Regions from separate parts of the Zea mays genome. Here region 1 is linked to region 2. Evidence: chromatin contacts called from public Hi-C data. All regions are on one chromosome and are shown on one strand. The core of a region is the stretch at or near the end of the contact, and the rest is flanking DNA. Distances in the headings are between cores, read along the strand shown. Region 1 holds the start of LOC100381658 (23-bisphosphoglycerate-independent phosphoglycerate mutase 1). Region 2 holds the start of LOC103651072 (WUSCHEL-related homeobox 8-like).

Region 1 (5,271 bases), core at 909-3,408, 330 kb before region 2:
AAAGCTAATGTGACAATTTTAAATGTACATGAAACTACTAAGAAACGACCATTGTAAATAGCCTAAGGGGAGGTAGAACCCTAATATTATGGTACAGTTTTTCAAGTACAAGAGATAATTAAGAGAAACATTATAAAATAAATGTAGCTAAGAGATATTATATGGAGAGTCGTTAAGCTCTTGTATTTTTCTTTTCAAATAACCTCTCAAGTCTCAATAGACCCCGGGTTGTACATGTAGCCAGAACTTCAGATGACCGAGACAATTCCTTGATTTCGCTCACAATCACAGGGCGCTCTGCTGTTCCATGCTAACACCACTGCTTGCAGCTCGAATATCTGAATGGAATATCCGACCCTGGGTCTGACGCTTTCACGCATGCGGCCCCCCTCTGATGTAGAAAGTCCAAACTCGTTCCGTTGGTGGGACTGCCGTGAGGTGGACTACTGTTCTGTTGCCCGGTGCTGACTACCACTGGGCCCCATCTGGGCCGCGCAATAGCAGCCCACCATCTTTACCGTCGGATACTAGGGGCACAAAATAAAACTGGCAGGTCTCCGCCGTCTGGATCCACAAACCCGGCGGAGCCATTCCTCGTTCTCTGAACCAAAACCCATCTTTTCTTTCCCTAATCCCCTATAATATACAACTAGCCAGTTACCGTGTTTTACTATTTTTTTATATATTAAGATATTTATTTAAATATTATTATTATTTATTTATAAATAATAAGTTACATGTGATACTGTGATCCGGTGGTTAGCTCTAAAATTTCTGAAGTAGTGAGGTGTGGGTTCAAATGTTTACTTTACATTATTTTTATATAATTATTGTAATTGTTATTGGTTATTCTAAACAATAAGGTATGTCTCTGTTTGACACAGTTTATTTTCAGTTTCTTCACAAATTTAAACAGAAGTTTTGCCAAATAGACAGCTTCTCCAGCAACTTATCAGTTCAGCTGTTTCTCAGAATGAACTAAAAGCAGCCAACAAGCAGAAGCTGCTTTTCACCAGCTTATCAAATAAGCTGCTTTTTAATAAGCAGTAGCTGTGCCAAACAGAGTTTATGTGTGGCATTGTGGTTAGATATAAAATTTCTAAAGTTGCTAAGGTGTGAGTTTAAGTATTTATTTTGCATTATATTTTATATAATTATTGTTTGTTTTCTAAACAATAAGGTATGTGGACTAGAGATGGCAATGGGTACCCGAAACCCGAAACCCGATGGGTTTTTACCCCATTAGGGTACGGGTTTGGGTCAATTTTCATACCCATGGGTTTGTTAACGGGCATAAATCTATACCCGACTGGTTTATGGGTACGGGTTTGTTCCTATAGTACCCAAACCCGTGAACCCGTGGGTTTTTTAAACCCGACCAAACCTAATGCATATTGTCATTTTATTTTATAAACGAACAACAAACTTGTTATTCCTTATTTACTTCCTAATTTTTATCAAATGGTGAGTGTATAAGTAGTCGGTGAGAGTGTTGCTTGCTTGCTATTATAGTTTTTACTAGCGTTATATATGTGGTGGATGGATAACTTAGTGCAAGGTCACTTAATTATACAACTTATTATTTGAATTCCATTCTCTCTACTAATAATTTTTATACCAAATCATGAACTCGTTGTTCATCACATAAATTTTGGACCATGATCTCATTAATCATTACGATACTTATTGATTATAGGAAGAACAAGCATATCGGAGATAAAACCCGTGGGTAACCCGCGGGTACCCGCTAACCCGATGGGTACGGGTTTGGGCAAAATCTCAAACCCGTCATGGGTACGGGTTTTTTAATGGGCATAAATATTTTTCACGGGTACGGGTTTGGGACGACAAAACCCAGCGGGTTTGTACCCGTTGCCATCTCTAATGTGGACGTGGGGCAGGACAGGTCCAAAGTGTCACAGTATCAACAGGCGCCTACATTAATATCTCACCTTTTGTACGCACCTCGTCCGTCCGATGACTCCATTTGTTCCCGCGGAACACCGATCTGCCGTCCACTTGTTAAATCGCCTGGGTTAAGTTGAAACACCATCTTTAAATATAGCAATTCCATTTTTTATTCGCTCCTCACACGTCGCCGTCGCTTCTCGTTATTAATATCGCCGTCGCCTCGCACCTCCCTTTGTTCCGTCGCCCCGCATTGCTCGCCCAGAGTTCTTGTTTAGGCAAAGGCAAAAGCAGGAGCAAAAAGGTAAGAACACTTCCAGATTCCTCCCCCATTCGCATGTCTTTCCATTTCTCGATGCTTTGCTTGCGCCCTCGTTCGTTCGTCAGATCGACTACCACCATCTTTCGCGCCTGATTTGCTTGTGTCCTCGTATTAACTGAACCAGATTTGGTCTGGACCAGATTTTAAACGACTGTGCTGTTCGTTGAATCTCAATCCGCCGTGCGAATTAACTGAATAGGGTATTTTACATCACGTGTTCAGATCTAATTGATTATAGCGACACAGTATGGCGGATTCTGAAACCAGGCGCAGATCTGCTTGGTTATGATGCGGATTTGCTGCTTGTCTAACATGTTGCTGACTGCTGTGTGATATTTGGTAGGTTTCGTTGGCGATGGCGAGCTCGTGGACGCTTCCTGACCACCCGAAGCTCCCCAAGGGGAAGCCGGTGGCTGTCGTCGTGCTGGACGGATGGGGCGAGGCCAACCCCGACCAGTACAACTGCATCCATGTCGCTCAGACTCCTGTCATGGACTCGTTAAAGAATGTGTGTATGCTTTCCTTTACACCTGCCCGTCTGCTTGGGTTGCGTGGATGCTCTTATTTTTTGGTCTGTCTAATTTATACTGTACTGTACTAGATGTCTAGACATCTTGGTTCTGATTGTTGCTAAATTTGCACTGGCTGCGTTTTTATCGGGAGCCTAATTCTTAGCTCCAGTTCAGTGATGACGGATCTAATTTGAATTAATACTTGTATGTAATGTCTTTTAGATTTTATATATAATCTTGATTAAGGTTAAGTTCTACAGATTAAGGTTATATGCTTTGTCCACACCAATACTCACTGTTATGTATATGGGGCTTTGGGGAAATCATTGAATGCTGGGTTTTTCTCTGAATACAAAAGTTTATGTAATAGGATCGTCTGAAAATGGTTATGCCCTGAGGTCACTAATGCTTTGAAAGTGTATCCATTCAACTGCTTGTTTGACCCGTTGTCTCATACTTAGTGTTAATGAAAAATTACATGGAGTTGCATGAAACCTCTGCTTCTTTCTCACGGACGAAAGATTGTTCTGTTCTGTCAGCATAATTTGATTTGCAGGTATACTGTCTTCATGCACTCACCCTTTTGTGAAATACATGTATTAGGGTGCTCCTGAGAAATGGAGACTAGTGAAGGCTCATGGAACAGCTGTGGGTCTCCCATCTGATGATGACATGGGCAACAGTGAAGTTGGTCACAATGCACTTGGTGCTGGTCGGATTTTCGCCCAAGGGTATGTTAGATATTTAGTTATTTTTGGAAATATGTTTTCTGTTGTAACTAATGCGCTGTGGTTTCAATATTGCATTTGAACATCAATGTCGAAAGCTATACTTTTTCTATACAGGCCAAGCCTCCACGTGAGATAGACATGTAGTTGCTTACAAATAATTTTGTCCATAAAAGATCAAAATCTTTGTAGCTTGGAACAGTACAAAGTTTATTCTTCATGACGATAATAGACCCTGTAATTTTGTTATTTTTATTGTCATCAATTACCAGTTTCATTGACACATCAATGATTTTATTAATTTTATTGCTTTGAGCAATTGATGCTAACTAGGATACCAATCTTGCATGTGCTGATTTGTTTCTCACTACTGCAGTGTACTTTTTGGCTCAACATTTGAATTCGCATGCAACCAAGAACTTGATCTTAGTGTACTATTTTGTTTGTCATGTTAGTCTTAGATAAAACCTTTAGTCCTTAAGAGTACATACTAGATGTTCTCTGATCTGACTGAGTACTGCATTCTTTTTGTCTATAGTGCTAAGCTTGTTGATCAAGCTCTTGCCTCAGGAAAGATTTATGATGGAGATGGGTTCAACTACATCAAAGAATCTTTTGAAAATGGTACTCTTCACCTTATTGGGTTGTTGAGTGATGGTGGTGTCCACTCCCGCCTTGACCAACTGCAGGTTTGCTAATAATCTTTATTCAATTTATATTAGTTAAGTTACAAGCGTACCACAAGATTTACTTTTATTTGCTCTATCCAGTTACTTCTGAAAGGTGTCAGTGAGAGAGGAGCAAAAAAAATTCGTGTGCACATCCTTACCGATGGGCGTGACGTTTTGGATGGCAGCAGTGTTGGTTTCGTGGAGACCCTAGAGAATGATCTTTTGGAGCTTCGAGGCAAGGGTATTGATGCACAGATTGCTTCTGGTGGTGGAAGGATGTATGTTACCATGGACCGTTATGAGGTGAATGTTTCTTGTCGTATTCAAGCATCAGTGTTCATTGTCTAGCAACTTGGCTTACAGTTTTGTTGTGTTTAATACCTTCCAGAATGACTGGGATGTGGTTAAACGTGGCTGGGATGCTCAGGTGCTCGGAGAAGCACCCTACAAATTCAAAAGTGCACTTGAGGCTGTGAAAACACTGAGAGCACAGCCCAATGCTAATGACCAATACTTGCCCCCATTTGTGATAGTTGATGACAGCGGCAAAGCTGTTGGGCCTGTATTAGATGGTGATGCAGTTGTCACTATCAACTTCCGGGCTGATCGCATGGTTATGCTTGCTAAAGCACTAGAGTATGCAGATTTTAACAATTTTGACCGTGTACGTGTCCCCAAAATTCGATATGCTGGGATGCTTCAGTATGATGGTGAGTTGAAGCTTCCAAGTCGCTACCTTGTTTCCCCACCAGAGATAGATAGAACATCTGGGGAGTACTTGGTGAAGAATGGCATCCGCACCTTTGCTTGCAGGCAAGTACTATATGTCTTTCAGCCCTTCTCTTGATACCTTTTTTGCTCACTTCAATATCGTAAATCTCTTGAGTCATCTAAGTCAGCATCGTTCATTTGTTTTGAATCAACATTATTAAGTGTATTCAATACAATCTTGTACTTACATGTTAGGGACACTTGGCCTCTGGAAAGATAATGTCGCAAGCTATCTCCACTATCTTATACTGCATAGGTACTAGGATATTTGACATTTGCAGAAACGAGTTTTTTCTAGGGTAATCTTCTAGCTGCAGAGGAGTATGCTGACATTGTGCTAACTTAGGCTGATAAGTGAT
Region 2 (5,085 bases), core at 1,115-3,614:
TTGTGCAGATCTCAGCATATAAGTGCATGATCTATGACAACGCTACTGCTATTCTGCTACCTGAACCTGTTGTACTGCTACTCTTCTACTCTCTTGTGAGCGACAACCAAAGGAAGCTCGTTGCTACTACTCTACTACCTAAACCAGGCGTGAGCATCACATTACGCAAATGAAATCACCTCTGCTCTCGATGTCAATGCTGTCAATATTGTCCAGATCGATGTCTTAGCATGGTTTACTTCTTACTGTTCCAACTGAACTCGGTTAATCCCACAAAGGAAAAATGCCATAGTTTCCTAGAGATATCAATTGCAGTGCTAAGAACAAGCAGAGAGGGGAAAACACCAACCAATCATTGAGGTGGTTGCCCTGTATGTGTGATTGCACATAGTAGTTCACATGATTTGTTAGCTCCACGATCCCCGCTTCTGGGTTTACTCTTTTGACTGCTAAATCACCAACATTTGCTAGTCTTCCCTGAGCAAATGACAAAGATGACAAATTCTTCGATTAATTCAGTACCTTGTAGATGGTATTAGACTGGGTAAGTAAAAAAGGCAATTAAAAGCTTGATGGTTCCATTATCTGAAGTTTGTATTCACGATTAATTTGGCAAAACTATCAACGTCAAAAGCTTGATGGTACTTCCATTATTTGAAACCAGTGATAAGCATTTCTAGTAGGTACAGTGATAAGCATTTCTTCAAACTTCAGAAAATGGACACCACACTTTCATATTGATTGAAGGCGTAAAGTATGACCGATTAATTCAGCAATGCATCAGCTTTTACAAGATTCAGGGCATTTCCAAACAGACATGCCAATAAACAAAATTCTTCAGTGGTTGCAAAATCTGTGAGAATCATTAAGTGACAATGCATCAGGATATCTCGTTGTCCAAATCATTTCTGTATATACATGCATAGTTTCAACAGGATGCTATTTTTGTCATCACAAGTTCACAACCTAAATCAACCTCAGTTCAAACAAACAAGGAACAGAAACAGAATATCAGGTAAAACTGACCTGTACCAAGCACCGGATCCAAAAGTAGACGCGGGGAGACTCCTCTTCGCTGCGAGGCAGTCAAGGGGGAAGTCTGTCATGGGACAGTGCCCGCAGGCCGCGGTCCAGACGTGCACGGCACGGACCGCTTGCCGGAGTTGCCGCGCCATCGTTGTGTGGCCCCCTGCCGTGAGGCTGCCTAGGAAGAGCTCGGTGCTGGCGGCGACGAGCAGGGCCACCTCACTCTTCAGCTTCTAGATGTCTCGGAAGATGGGGAGGAGGTGGTAGAGCAGAACCTCTCGTGACGGGGAGCAGCAGGCCCGCTTGATCGGGTGATGGTGGTGGGAAGGGTACGGAGGGGATGAAGGGGAATGTACGAGCTCGTCGCCGAAGATGGAGGAGGACCGCTTGCCTCCTCCCAGATCCCATCGCGGTGGCCTTGCTGCTCGTCTCGCAACATTTGCATGCCACGCACCATGGCATCGTGGATGGCCTCCTCCAGGTGCCGGATCTCGACCTCCCCCTCGGTCGCATCTGCCTTCCTCCGTGGCCTCGCTACCAAGGTCAAGATCATCGAGATCGACCTCACCGAGGAAGACGGGGAAGGTGGGAAGGGCGACGTCTCCGGTGTTGAAGGGGATCGGGTGTCCGGTGTTGAAGGGGCCGCGACTGCAAGATTGGCGGGGGGAGGGCGAGGGCGGCGCCATGGATCCGGGCTTGGACCGCGCTGGTGACAGCTGCGGGGAAGGGGCGACATTCACGCCACCGGACGTCCGCGCCGCCCACCTCTCCTTCGCCTCTGACGCCCATGCCCTCCGCCGGCCGGGTCGCGCGGAGGTCGCACGATTCGCGGCAGCGGGGATGCGGATGGGGATGGGGCGGCGGCGGCTCACGCGGGGTGGGGAGGGGAGGCGGGGGAACGAACGCGGGTGTGGGCGGGCGAACGGTGTGGATTCACAGAAGCGAACGGATGGTACAGATTCACCGAAGGCAGAACACAAAAAGGCAGGCTACTATTGCTTACTTAATAAGTAGTAGAGATTTGCGCCCATCTTCAATGTTAAGGAAAAGCATAACGTTTGTGCTGCCGCGATAATTGCTGTCTGCGTTTGGGTCCCACCGCCAGGGGGCCGGTCGACGTCTCCGTCCACGGGTCAGGTCTCCTCCCGCTGCCCGACGCAAGGAGCCATTGACCACCCAAGGGCCCCTGCCTAGGACGGCCCCACCTGTCTGTCGTGCCGCTGATCGCCCGTCGCTGATGGGGCCCGGCCAGCCCACCCACCCCTCCGCACGTCACGGCGTAACGCGCGGCGCGACCCATCCGTCCCCTCCGTGTTCTGTCCGCATGCGCGCGCCGCCCGTAATTTCTTTCCGCCGCGAGTCGCGGCGCCCGCTCGTGGCCGGTGCGCGCGTCCACAACCGCCGCCACCGCCTTCCCACTTCCAAATACGCCTGCTGCCACTTTCCCCATTCCTGTCTGACCATCCCCACGCCCCCCTGCTGTGGCCTCTGCTCTCTCCTGCCAGTTCACCTGCTGCCTCCGGTGCCCGCTGCTGTGCCTCGCTCGCTCACCACCACCAATCGCCACCCCGTGCGGCAGCCGCGCTGCCATCCCGCGGAGGACTGGAGGAGCACGCATATCCGAGCCTTCCCTGCCGCGTCGCATGGACTCATGCTGTCGCGGGCCGCCTCCCGCATCGCCTCCAACCGGGTGCCTGCCTAACTGGCCGATTTTCTTCCTCGCGTAGCCCCATTCCGCAGCACAAATAGCGCGTCACTTTCCCAATTTCTATCGCGTGCCCCCCTTCCGATCCTGCCATTTCGTGCATCCTGTAGCGTCTGGCAGTGCGGGGGTCATCGGGGATGGAGTGGGTGGACAGGACCAAGGCCTCCGCCGCCGCCGCCGCAGCGGCGGCGGACGAGAGGGCTGGGGGAGCGGAAGGGCTCGCGGGATACGTCAAGGTCATGACCGACGAACAGATGGAGGTGCTCCGCAAGCAGATCTCCATCTACGCCACCATCTGCGAGCAGCTTGTCGAGATGCACCGCGCCCTCACCGAGCACCAGGACACCATTGCAGGTCGGTCGCCGCAGTTGCGGGCAAAACCAATTGCTACTCTCTGCTCGTCTTGTTGTCTGTTATGGGGGTTTGCAAACGGGAATTTTTGGGGATTCCTTTGCTTTTCCTTGGGACCTGCATTGTGGCTTGTCCCATCTTTGCCTCTTTGTCCAGAAAGAAAAATCGTGTAGTTTTCTTTTCTTTTTCTTTTTTTTTTTTTTGCCATGGCTTCTCTAAAGTCCGCATGCTTTGGTTATTTATGAATAGAGCTAATTCTGGCGTTACAAGAAGATGCGTTGGCCGATCATACGAAATTATTAGCGGTCAAACTCTTTTCATTTTTACTCGCCGTCCAAGATTTGCTATTATAGTTGTTTATCGCTTCATGAGCAGGTTTCATTCATCACTGTTGGCCTTCTGTTCAATTTATGTCCAGTACTTTAGTCTGCCATCTCCAATTGGTGAAGAGTGAAGGAGTATCTTTTCACTCTGTTCATGTTGCTAGATGCATAGTTTCGGCTGCCTGGTCTGCTTTACTCTGCTCGCCATCTGTGTACTATGGCTTTTGTCTAGTCCGTTTTACTCTGCTAGCCGTCTATGTACTATCTTACAATGGTAATCATGGGTATGGGGGTAGTAAGAATATAATTCATAATGTGTTGCTAGTTTCTGTCATTAATTAACTGTAGTGGTTTCTTTTGGATTTGTTATTTGCACGAGATGCTACTCGTAACATATCTTGGTAATGGAATTGTAATGACCATCCTTTTCTTTGGTTTAGTGAACCAATTTACAATGTGTGTTAGGCTGCATTGTTTCTTTGCAGTGAGGTTAGGACAACTGCGTTAATGCATTGATTACAGAAACCCATAAACTAGAACTTGCAAGCAGAATTCCATTTAGTGGACCTTATTGTCTGGTTGAACAGAACTTGCATTATTTGTTGTGCACTTTGTAGATACCTGACAATAGGTTATAAGTGCCAACACATCAAAATGGGAATAGGTTTAGTCAATACCAAGGAGTGGGAATCCTTGTTCTTATTTGCTTCTCTCTTTTTGAGTTAGTGACCTAATCTACATGCATTTTGATTAATTTCTCAAGGTCATCATGGTTGCAGCATGATTGTTATTTGTGCTAAAATTCTATTTTTCTCTATATGATATGGTTTCTATGCCCAAGCAATTAGTTCTTTAATTGGAAGATTATCATAACCCCTCTGCAAGGATGACACACGCAAATAGAAAAATGGTCCTTTAGTTAAAGAAATAATAATGAATAGCTATTACGACATGATTGTCATGTAGGGCCAACCAATTGCTATTCTGTGCCACGTGCACCCTGCCACAGTGCCACCCTGATTATTCCATATTCTTCTGCTGTCCTGCAGAATCTAAGCTTGACTTCCAAGGAGGTACAAGTTTTGCATGTGTCTTTCGTTGGGCCATCAGCCCATCACACTTGCATTTTTACTACGTGGTTGCCATTTTTTTATTACTCATAGCCGTTACATATCACTTAATATTTGAAATTTCCGAACTTAATCATGCTGTAATCAATTTATATACTTCAGTTAGCTAGATTCTTCTCTACTTTTTTTCTCTCAATATGCAGGAGAGCTGCGTATCATTGCATTAAGAAGAAAAGCCGAATACAAATGGCCTGCGAGGCTGCAACCCCGGGCAAAGGAGTCCGAAGAGGAAACCCAAAGAAAATATAAAGAAACTACTAAAAAAGAGAAGGCCAGGTCACAACCACTAACTACAACTTCCTAAGAATTTCCTGATCCAAGAGCACGCAAACCAGCTGCTCCAACAAAACACCAAAGATTGCGCTCATCCATAAGGGACCGGAGATTTGCATAAACTTTTTTTAGCTTTCATTAGGTCATTTTTTAAATATTCCGTATTCCAATGATTCACCCTAATTACTTACATTGATGGCCGCACAACATCCCACCTGTCCCTTTTTAGAATAATCTTTAAAACAGACTTCACTGAATTTGCCCTTCCTCCTGTACA

Evidence for each region. A called contact is a pair of places that touch in the nucleus more often than the background predicts.
Region 1: a contact with region 2 is called in a Hi-C map of bundle sheath, with 3 times the contacts expected there. The contact joins the promoter of LOC100381658 here to the promoter of LOC103651072 in region 2. A contact is called at or near these places in 3 of 25 Hi-C or Micro-C datasets (bundle sheath, ear and leaf).

Annotation. Positions count from the first base shown.
Region 1 is chr3:190,926,551-190,931,821 of Zm-B73-REFERENCE-NAM-5.0, reverse strand. It overlaps LOC100381658 (23-bisphosphoglycerate-independent phosphoglycerate mutase 1), which reads left to right and starts at 2,158. Exons shown (of 10, transcript NM_001174473.1): 1 at 2,158-2,212; 2 at 2,574-2,738; 3 at 3,346-3,473; 4 at 4,009-4,159; 5 at 4,241-4,444; 6 at 4,530-4,954. The coding sequence starts at 2,586.
Region 2 is chr3:190,592,117-190,597,201 of Zm-B73-REFERENCE-NAM-5.0, reverse strand. It overlaps LOC103651072 (WUSCHEL-related homeobox 8-like), which reads left to right and starts at 2,364. Exons shown (of 3, transcript NM_001301436.1): 1 at 2,364-3,085. The coding sequence starts at 2,869.